Regions from separate parts of the Pan troglodytes genome. Here region 2 is linked to region 1. The links are chromatin contacts, called in public HiChIP or PLAC-seq maps. All regions are on one chromosome and are shown on one strand. Each heading gives the region's core, a stretch centred on a gene start, on an enhancer-like site or on the middle of the called end of the contact. The rest is flanking DNA. Distances are from core to core; before and after follow the strand shown.

Evidence for each region. HiChIP or PLAC-seq counts read pairs in DNA pulled down with a chosen protein or histone mark.
Region 2: a contact with region 1 is called in an H3K4me3 HiChIP or PLAC-seq map of stem cell-derived excitatory neurons, with 2.4 times the contacts expected there. The contact joins the promoter of LHX9 here to the promoter of NEK7 in region 1. A contact is called at or near these places in 1 of 7 Hi-C or Micro-C datasets (stem cell-derived neural progenitor cells) and 1 of 1 datasets of contacts at active chromatin or transcription factors (stem cell-derived excitatory neurons).

What each region holds. Positions count from the first base shown.
Region 1 is chr1:50,945,027-50,950,528 of NHGRI_mPanTro3-v2.0_pri, forward strand. NEK7 (NIMA related kinase 7) reads right to left here and starts at 2,152. Exons shown (of 10, transcript XM_001139810.8): 1 at 1,839-2,152.
Region 2 is chr1:51,184,073-51,189,574 of NHGRI_mPanTro3-v2.0_pri, forward strand. It overlaps LHX9 (LIM homeobox 9), which reads right to left and starts at 2,985. Exons shown (of 5, transcript XM_009440355.5): 1 at 2,360-2,985; 2 at 188-390. The coding sequence starts at 2,533.

The DNA.
Region 1 (5,502 bases), core at 902-3,401:
ACCCAGCGGAATCTCAGGCCCGCACCTACGGGAGGGTCCCCCGGGCTCCCGGGCTCCTTCCTCCCCCTTAACACTACCCCCGCACACACACCGGCCCCGAGAAGGCAACCAGCCTCCTCAAACGGTTCCTTTGCCTTTTTATTTCGCAGGCCTTCCTCTCACCCCATACAGTTACTGCCCCTTTGACTCCTCCGAGAGGCAAAGCTTTTTCAAAGCTCTAACACCTCTCCCCTACCCCAGCAAGTTCCCCGTGCAAGACCAAATAGAGGATGCCGCCGTTTTAGAAGTGAAGCAAGCTGTGGACTGGATCTCGCCGAGGGAGAGAGGATTCCTTCCTCTGGAAATAAAATAACTGCTAAGATTTTAAGTTAACTGTTTCAAGAGCACTTGGCCATCACCAAGTGTTACAAACCAAGAATACTCAGCGGCCATTCAACAAGAGTTGCCACAAAGCATTAGAGGGTTAACTGTATCTCCTGTTTTACTGTTCACCGTTTTCAGGGTTTGACCGGTTGTCCCAAACATACTGTAGCTTTTGAGTGCAAGGACTATGCCATTCTTCGACCACACCACCAGCAGCTCAAGGTCCTGAACAGAACATATTTATAATACACATACTCTGTACTTTAATTCTCTAATGCAACCTGACAAGACATACTGCTGTCGCCTGGAGGGAGTGTGCATACCCTTGAAACTGTAAATTCCTTGGAGGAGGAACTAGAAACAGTGGTTCCCATTATGATGGGTACATTAGGCTCTACAAACTATGGAAATGTGGTGTTTTCAATTGCATCCTTGAGCTCAGTAACCTCAAAGGAGAATAATCATTTTATTTCTGTGTATTTCTGATTTTCAGTTCAGTCACCAGAATTGCGCAAGGACAGTAACATGTATCTTACTGTAAACTAAGTATATTTTTTAGCATTTCTCCCCAGTGAGGACTACAGCTAGGCGAGAACACGATACATCATCTCTCCGCCACCCCAGTACGCTTCCAGTGCAAGACTAAATAGAGGATGCTGCGGTTTTAGGAGTGAAGGCCTACAGTGTAACAGAGGCAACAGAAGTTCTTTAGCTCTCAAGGCAGCATCCTCTAGGTTGTGCTCGCTTCCTTACACTGTTCTGCGGTCATACGGTCTTGTCGCTTTTCTCTGTTTTCCTTTGGCTACCCTTCTCTGACTTTGGCCTCAGTTTTCAATTTCTTTTCCATTGCCACCATCACCAGCAATGTTCGCTATTGCCTCGCAATCCCTCTCTCCGACATTTTGTAATCCCGAGTCTCTCCCAAGTTCATTCTCCAACAGACCTCTCACGCTCCCTGTACTTCTGAAGCCACTTCGGATTCTCCCCTATCTGCCGGCTCCCACCACCCACTCTCTTCCAGCGCACTTCACTTTCCTAAGTCGGGCTGCTGCCGAATCCTGACAGACGGACTTCACCAATCCGCGAGAGATAAATAACCGACGTCGCCAATGAGCATCCGCCGGGAGGCGGGACTTCGCTTAAGTTCCTCGGGTCCTGAAACCAAAGACCTGTTGCCGCCGCCGCCGTGGCCGCGGGGTTTCTTAGTTACCGCGGCGCCCTTGGCGCTTGGGCCTCTAGAGCCGGGGCCAAGTATGAAGTTTCCTGCCGCCCCCTCCCACCGCTGCCAACGAACAAGACCGAAACCCCCATCCGCCTCGAGCGCAGCGCGCCCCGCCCCACCTACCCCGAGCGAGGGTATGCTGGAGGCCGCCCCGCGCGGTCCCGACCTCCCTCTCCCGGCCCGACTCCCGCAGGCGGCCCCTCCCGGCAGGAGCTGCCCGGTCCGGGCGCCTGAACCCTGGGCAGCGACTCACCAGGAAGTTGGGAGTTTTCCGTTCTCCCGCCCGCGAGAGACCTTGGGCGGGCGGGTGGCTCGGCGCGGCGCCGCCGTCCGAAAGCGCACTGGGCCGGGGGCTGAGGCTGCGAGGCCCGGAGCCTGTCGGCCACCTCCCGCCGCGCCGCCCCGGCGGAGGCTGCGGGCGCGGGGCACCCACCCTGCGCACTGCGAGGCGCGTCCGGTGTGCGAGCCTAGCGGCGGCCCATCCTCCCGCGACTCCCGATCCTTCTCCTGCTGCTGCCGCTGTCAGGAGTGTAAACATCCCGGCATCCCCGAGGAGAGGGGCGGGGCGGGCGCCGGCCCCACCCCGCGCCGTGAGTCCAGGCCGGCTGCCCGAGGGAGGCTTCCCGCCTGCGTCCCCGGCGCTCCCTGGAGCTGGGGGAGCCTCGGCGGTTTCCCTACTGGAGCCGAAGCCGCTCTGGAGGAGCCCCTCCTAGCCCCTCTCTTCCGGTTGTCAGGCCTAGCGTGGTGCGGGGCACCGCGTCCGGTCCCCTGAGCCCTCTTCCCCGGCTTCAGGTCAACTTCCCACCGAACCCAGGGTCGGCTGCTTTTTAAGAACTTGTTTTTTCTTCATTTATATGTAAGTGCCCCCACTTGCAAGCGGTGAACCGACTTACTGATGTTCCCTTCTGGACCACAGCGTTTGTGATCCCATCTTCTTTTACCAGGTGATTTAAACTACCTCTGTGTTTAATGTGGAGTGCAGGGAAATGAGAAAAAAAAAAAAAAAAAAGGCGTTTTCCTGAGTCTGGCTAAGCAAACGTTGCATGAAAGTGTCCCAGCATAGAGGACAGGGGCTTTTACAACATTCCAGAAGGTAAACTCCCTGGTGTGGTACGGAGGATCTTTGAAATAAATATGTGCAAAATCACCCAGAACCCTAGTACACGAAACTGCAAAAGGAATGCTTTGACACTAGCAGCTTCACGACTTCAGTAACAGGGCATGAACTACTCGAGGAGACGGCTAGGAGGCAGTATGGAGTCGGCCATGCCTTAATTCTCGTCTCAACTCAGTGATTAATTTTGTGACCTGGCTGCAAGTTATTTAACCTCTCCAAGTCTCAGTAACTCTCTGTAAAAGGAGATTAGTTGTAATACCAACCTCTAGGACCATAGTTAGAATTAAGTGAGATAAAGCAAAGTGCTTAACCACAGAGCTTGGCATATAAGACGTGCTCATTAAATTGTTGCTGTTGTTCATAGGTCTCTCACTAGCTTAACTTCCCTGCCAAAAAGATTAGAGCCAAGAATGAGTAGATTATACCTCAAACATTTAAAATGTTAAAGCCATGAAATTAAGATCTGGAAAGTTTATTTTTAAAAAGAAAAATGGCTGGGCGCAGTGGCTCATGGCTGTAGTCCTAGCATTTTGGGAGGCCAAGTGGCGGGGGGGGGGGGCGGTGGATCACCTGAGGTCAGGAGTTCGAGACCAGCCTGGCCAACATGGGGAAACCCTGTCTCTACTAAAAATACAAAAACTAGCCGAGCGTGGTGGCAGGAGCCTATAATCCCAGCTACTGGGGAGGCTGAGGCAAAAGAATCACTTGAACCCGAGGCTGGGCGGAGGTTGCAGTGAGCAGAGATCGCGTTACTTCACTCCAGCGTGGGTGAAAGAGCGAAAATCGTCTCAAAAAAATAAATAAATAAATGAAAACGTTCACGATCTCAAGAGGAGGCCTTGATTCATGTGGCTCAACAAATATTCATAAATGGGCTAGGCAATGTTCTAAGGAATGAGGATACAACAGCTCACCGAGATATACAGTGCCTGCTGTCATAGAGCTTATATTGTAGTCGGAAAGGCGAAAAAAAAAAAAGCCAATAAATACCTACTATGCCAGATGGTGAGTCATAGAAAAATAAAGCAGGGTAAGGAGACATGGGGAGGGAGGATGCTATTTTAAATATGTTTGTCTGGGAATGCCTCTCTGACATTTGAGCAGAGAACTAAGGAAGTGAGAAATTAGCCATTTGGCTACCCAGGGTTAGAATATTTTACACAGAAGGATCAGCAAATGCAAAGACCCTAAGTGGAAGTGGGCTTGGCATGTTTGAGAAATAGGCAGGAGGTCAGTGTAGGCTAGAATTCAGTGAGCAGTGGGAGAGCAGCTGACTAAATCAGAAGAGGGAGTAGGGTACAAGAAGGGTATAGTTGTAGAATCTTGTAACCTTTAAAATTTATTCTGAATGAAAAGGAGAGCCATTGGAGGAGTGACCAAATTTGATTTGGGTTGGGAGAGAAGAGCTGCACTGTGGAGAACAGATTGAGCCTAAGAGCAACTAGATGTTAGAAGACTATTGTAATGATCCAGATAAAATACATTGATGACAGACCAGAGTGCAGGTGGTAAAAATGGTGAGATTCCATTTCTAAGAGCAAACAAGATTTGCTGATGTATTGAATGTCAGGTAAGAAAGGAGTCAAGAACGAAGCCAATGAAATTGGCATTTGAACCAGATCATTTTATCAGGTCACACCAAATCAAATCTGTCAGTCAATAGAAACAGTGTCACTGGCGTCATACACAGGCACACATTGCAGGAAAAAAATAACCAGATATCTTTAGGGTAAATACATGTCAACCTCAGACCAGACATATGTGTAAGGTTTTTTTCTGTTTGTTTTGGTTTTGTTTTGTATTGTTTTTTTTTTTTTTGGAGACAGCCTCTTACTCTGTCACCCAGCCTGGAGTGCAGTGGCGTGATCTCAGCTCACTGCAACCTCCACCTCCCAGGTTCAAGTGATTCTCCTGCCTCAACCTCTTGAGTAGCTGGGATTACAGGCATGTGCCGCCACACCTGGCTAATGTTTGTATTTTTGGTGCAGACAGGGTTTCACCATGTTGGCCAGGCTGGCCTCGAACTCATGAACTCAAATGGTCTGCCCACCTCAGCCTCCCAAAGTGGTGTGAGCCACTGTGCCCAGCCAGTTTGGTGTTTTTTGTTTTTTAATAAACTACAGATTTATCTATGACCAAATATTCCATTGGTAAAAGCAAAACGCATACACCTTGAGAACACTGACATAGTCAAATGGATCAAAATGAGCTCATGAAGTCCTACTAGCTGAAAAGACTGTTGAGGAAGAATCCTTATCAGTGGCTATATGGTGCCCAAAGTATTGAAATACTCTGATATGTCCTATTTCTTCACCTTAAAATACTGCTAAGCTACAGCTAAATAGTCATACAGTGTTTCAAAGATTGGAAGGTTGTCAGAACTGAATCCACCACACTTTTTCTCTTTAGCTTTTTATCAGCTTTGTGATGGATAGGGAAAGTTGTTCCTGGCCACAGGCCTCCTGGCTGTGAGCAAATGCTAATGGAAATGCAGAAAAACCTGGCCAAAGAGGATCTGTGGTCCAGGATCTTTAGAATAGAATCTAGCCTTAACTGCTTTTCTATTCATCTCCCCACCAAGCTTGCTCCAAAAATGCTTGTTTGGCTTCATGAAACACATTAATTATAGTCCTTTATATGAAGTACTTAGTGTTTATACCTAATTACCACGCAATACATACCATTAACTATCAGATTAACTTTGCTGTAAGTGGTTTTTGATTATTACACTTGAAACCTCTCAGTTACACCAAGTTTTTATGTTTTGTTATTCATATATCTTACTGGCCCCACAGGTAAT
Region 2 (5,502 bases), core at 1,735-4,234, 240 kb after region 1:
CCCACCCTCACCGTCGGTCAGGGAGATTACAGCTTGAAGGCATATGCAGTGGGTTTCCCTGGTCTCCGAAATGATAACCGCACCCGGAATGGGGCAAAAAGTAGGGGACGGAGAGGGGATTCCGGGCTCAGGCAGATGGCCCCTCCAGGTGTACTCGGGCGTAGGAAGTGGGGGTGTAGGGGAGTACCTGTAGTAATCCTCCTTGCAGTAAATGCTACCGTCCTTGGCAAAGCAGGTGAGCTCGGACTCGAGGGCCAGCTTACATTCACAGCACTTCAGGCATCTCAGATGCCACTGTTTGTCCACAGCCAGCAGATAGTACCTGTCCGAGATCTTGCCCCCGCAGCCGGCGCACAGGGCGGGCTTCTCCGGGCTGAGCGGGGGCATGCCCTGCAAAGAAAGCACACCACAAGGCTGAGGAGGGCGCGCGGTGTAGCCGCACGACGCGGGGTTCTCCCCCAGGCAGACCAAGCCCAGGGTGTGCAGGGAGAGCGGCAGGGGCCAGGGTCCACTGCACAAAGGCAAAAGTCAGGGGAAACATTTGTGATTTCTCTCTTTGCGGCCCGCTTGCTTTCTTCCGTGTCTGCCTGAACCGGCGTTCGCGTCCTCCCGGGACGATTAACCTAAAGACATCCCAGCCATCCGGAGCCTTGCTTAAAAAGGACTAGGAGAATATTGACTACAGTTTGGTGATCGTTTCCGAATTCAAATAATTACAAGCTAAAAATTGTGGTTTTCGACGCACACAAAATAAAACAACGGAAATGATAGGGGAGTGAAAAGGAAATTTCAACGAGCACAGGTTATTTTTAAACAAAAAATATTACAGTTCGATTTCTCTAAATTCTTATAAGCAGCATTGAAATCAAAAGCAAAGGGGAGATTATTGGACCTGTGCTCATAATTTGGTCGACTTTGTTTTGATTGAGATATATTTGGCAGACCCTGCTGTTCCCTAATTTTCAGGGCTATTGGTCCCGTTCCCAATAAATGTGTAAAGTGGCTGTTCCCAAAGAGGGTCCGCTGTCCAGCCCGCTCTATACAGTCCCCTCTTTCCCTAGCATCAACAGGCGTACTGAGACCTTTGTCTTGAAAATCTGTTTAGTGCCCAAGTTATGCTTCCCTCTGGGTCCCACTGACCCGACTCGGGATGCCCCAGTGGCCCCACCTTGAGGAGCCCAGCCCCGCTGCAAAATTTGGGTTTGGGTTGCTACTATTTGTTTTTAAAAGTGATGACCAGAAAAAGGGAAAAGGAGTTAACCTCCGGACATTTCCCTCACGACTAGCAGAAATGGGTTGATCTTCCCCACGAAACTTCAGCGGGCCTGAAAAAGTAAAGTTTAGCCCTTTACTCCGACCAGGGGCCCCGGCACTGAATGAGTGTTAGAAATATAGACACGTTCACCAGTTGGGCTACTTGGCCGGACCCAAAACCCAGCTGATAAGGGCTAGAGCAGTCTCCTGATTAGTTTGGGCTACAAGTCCTACTGTGGTACCAAAGGATCTACACAGCTATGTTTGGCCGAAATAATTTCCGGAGACTTCTGTAGTCCCCCCCCCGTTAGTAATCTGGAAAGGGAAGCGCTTAGATAAGTAATTAGTTTTCTTTATTAAGAGGACATGACTTTATTATTATGGATAGTAGAAACAGTGGTAGTTGATTAGCTTGTTTAAGGGTTGGTTATAAAGTTCATGCGTTTCGACTGGGTGCCGCGCTCCTCCGTATGTTTTATTTGATTTCCCCCTACACATGACACCCGCCCGGTCCTGGCGCTAAACGTAGTGCTGTCTCCTTAGAGGGACTGAGTCGGGATGCCAGAAACCCTGAGATTCTCTCGGTTAGGGGTCCCAAGCCCCGAGCGTCTAGAGAACTGGAAATGACCCAGTCGCGTCCGAATCTACTCCACAGGTCCGGTCATCAGGCCCAGAGACTAAGGCCACCTGGGCTCCTGCTTGGCTCGGACGCCTCGGCAGCGCGCCGTCCTCCTATTGCTTGCGCCCAGCTTGCCCTCGGAGCTGCGGATCCTCGCCGGGGAGACGCCTGCCCCGGAATCAAGGGAACCTTGAGGTCTGTAGAAGAGAATGCCACCACCCCCCACCCCACCTCCTCCCAGTTCCTCTCCCTGCTCTTTCGGAATCAGCTGCGACAGAGGATAGCCAGCTGCAGACATTTCGATTCAGAAAAACGACCGTTTCTTAGCCCTGTAGGCATAGGTGGACGGGAGAAAACTCACCCGCCACCCTCAAGCGGACGTCTCTACGACCCGCCGCCCCCGTTCTCCACCGGCCAGGGAGTCGGCTTGGTTTAACAGAGGGCGCAGGGGTGCCCGGCTACCGCCGCGGCGGAGCCCTTCCTTACCGCGTCGCGGCCGTTGAGCTGGGCGCCTTTGGCCAGACGGGCCTCAGTCTTGGATCTGCGCTCCATCTCCTCCATGATGCCTTGGATGTGGCCTCCGGAGATCCCGTGAAAGAGCATGGCTGGGGGGCGGAAAGGACACGAGTTGTCTTCTGCTCGGCACCCCACTATTTCCATATACACACGCCCGGGGCTTTCAGCTCATCCGAGTGAAGGAGGCAAGGGACCAGAGAGGGCTGCCCTGTAGGAGCGCAGAGACGCTCGAGGATGGAGGGAAAGAGGGAGAGAAAGGAGGAGAAGAAGCAGACGGAGTGGAAATCGGTCTGCTTGGGGGGCCGAGGGGAAGCAAAAAGAACTGGGAAGAGTTGGGGGGAAGCCTCAGCGGCTCCCTGAAGGAGATGTGCAGAAAACAAACAATTCGGGCGGAGGGAAAAAGAGGCGTAGAAGGCGAATCTTACTGCTCTGAGAGATCGAGTTACTAATGGGAAACAACTGCAGCGGGGGGAGGAAAACAAAATCTGGTGAAGAAAGAAAATAGTTTTGAACACAAAGAAAGAAAAAGACGTGCTATTTTCAGCGTTCCCTGGCTGCTTGCAAGTTCCCAGTGCCTGTAGATTGGGTTGGGGACTGCTCCTGCCTGAGCTGTGTCCAATTTGTTAAGAGACTAAAGCCAGCCCATTTTTGATAATTTAGTAGGAGGAGTTCTCTCCCCGGAGCTGCCACGGATTTTTATTCAGACAACAAAGACCTGTCATACTCCTCTCAACCCCCTGGTGATGGGCAAGCAGGACAAACATTACAAAGGGGTGGGGGGATAGAGAGCGGGGAGGCAGGAGGAGGGGGCATTTACCTCCCCACAAAACACACACGCGCGCGCGCGCGCACACACACACACACACACACACACACACATCCTTCCAAGAGTTCCCAGCAGTCATGTTTTAAAGGGGAAAAGGAGCTCTTGTTGTCCCCGCCCTGTTGCAGAAGGCCTAGAACCCGCCTATTTGATCCGAGTTCAAGATCAGACCTTGGCTCAGGACACACAGAATAACAACTTCAAACTTTGGATTTCCTCCTTGTGGACTTTTTCATCCCCAGCCTGCAGGACTGTCACCCGAAATGCATAAATATTGAGCAGAAATGTAAGCAATTTACTGAGGTGGAGATAATGCTGGTTCCTCTCCTCCCCATCCCATCTTCCTCAATCCACTTTTAAAAGCAGCTGTCTGACAATTCATCTCTTTGCCTCACCTTCTTGAGGGCCGGAGACCCTACTAGATGCTGGCTTCATCCGAAGTGGAGAGGGCGTTTGGAGCGTCTGCATTTCTCAGGGTTACTTTTGGCAAAACAATTTTCTTTGAGAAAATTAGAGTGTAGGGGACAGGGCATGGACCTGTACACACGGGTACGCAATTGCGCCTTGGCCATAGGGCGGCTTATTCTCTTCCCCGGTTCAGGTTTGAAGGAAGGCTGCCGGAGATTCTAATGTCTCATTTGAAGCTTGCCAATATGGGAAGCGACTTGCGGACTCCCGGGAGCTTGGCGCCTGCCCCCGCAGGACTGGGCGCTAGCCCCATCGCGTGCTGCTCCCACTACCCTGGCAGGACAGAGGACTTGTAAAACTGGGCGCACCCGCCCACTCAGAAGGGTGTGAAAGGGACTCTTTGCCGTGGAGGAGGGGAAGGTGAGAACTGACAAGCAGAATGGCAGACCTGCTCCTCACAAGAGGTGGGATTGTTCTGTCGCCCTCTGTTCTCGGCAGCGGCGGCCCCTCCCCGGCCCGATTAAACAGTGTCCACAATACTCTGATATTGTCGATTCATTCAAACGGCCAGAGGCCCCCTAGGAGTCCGAAGCACAGCGCTGCGGCAGGAACCAACGCGGCTTTACCCAGAGAGGAGGACGCGCCGGCCGCTCTCTGTTCCTTCCGTCCCCTTCGTCAGCCTGCGCTCCCCACTACTTCCCGCCGCCTTTCCCAGGACTGCGGTGCCTGTGTCCTGGCACATCCTAGATACCTCACAAGAGCCGCCCGGCCGCAGACCCGCTTCCCTCCGCCCGGGGGAGCCCGACCGGGAACTGTGGCCAAAGCTAGAAGGACGACGGGAGAAAAGCCAGGGAGAGAGGGAGAGAGGGAAGAAGGAAAGAAAAAAAGAAGTGAGAGGATGAGAAGAAGGGGAAGGAAGGAAGGCAGAAATAAAGCGAGGGAGGAAACGACCCCTGGTGCAGCAGCCTGACTTCCTGTCCCAAAGCGTTGTCTTCTGAGGCTCCTGGAGTGACCTCTTCCATGAAACTCAAGACACTACTGCTTCCCCTCCTTTTTTCTCAGGGTCAAAAATAATGTTATTTGCAGACTGGACGCAGTTTAGGTCCTCCGGGTGCCAAAATGCAGCTCATAAAACACAATTTCACACAAAAATGAAGCCAATCAAGTGAACTAAGCTGGAGACATCCCCCTCTTCCTTACTTTGGCAGCTATACCTGACAGCAGGGCTGCTATTTACTGTAAGTAATGTAATTAGCCCCTTTGGATGGGAATCAATGAGCTTTTCAAACCCACGTGCACACAAGAAGGGCCCTGAGGAGGGGCTGGGGGCAGCAGTCCTTTCAGAGACAGCAGGTCCTCTCACAAAGGGGCAGATTGCCTTCACACAAGTCAGAGGCTAAACTGGCTCAGAGCTGGAGGAGGAGAGGGAGAAAGAGGAGGAGGAGGAGGAGTCTCTGAGAAGTCCCCTCAGTCAATTCACCCAAGGAAGCTCCAAGCAAAAAGTAAATACAGGACTTCAACCTACTTTGTCTAGTTTCTGTGCTAAAACCTCTCCCAACCCCCAAATGGGGGTGTTTGAAATTAGGTTTGGTTCTTGTTGCATATTGCCCCTGCTCAGCAAAATCAACAATGAAGAACCCAAGAATACCACTGCTTCCTTGCAAGAGATAAAACTTTGGAGACTGCATGCAGGGAAAGTTAAACAACTCCAGGAAAAAGCCAGAACTTTACAGAGTCTCCAGGGAAGCCAAACACAGAGGTTTTGTAAGCCCTCCAATCATCCATTCATTCTTCTATTCCACGCAAGTTTGTTAATCATCTAGGTACAGGCAAGGGAGAACACCTTCTGCAATCAGTTTCCAAGTTGAATCCTAGCTATTCC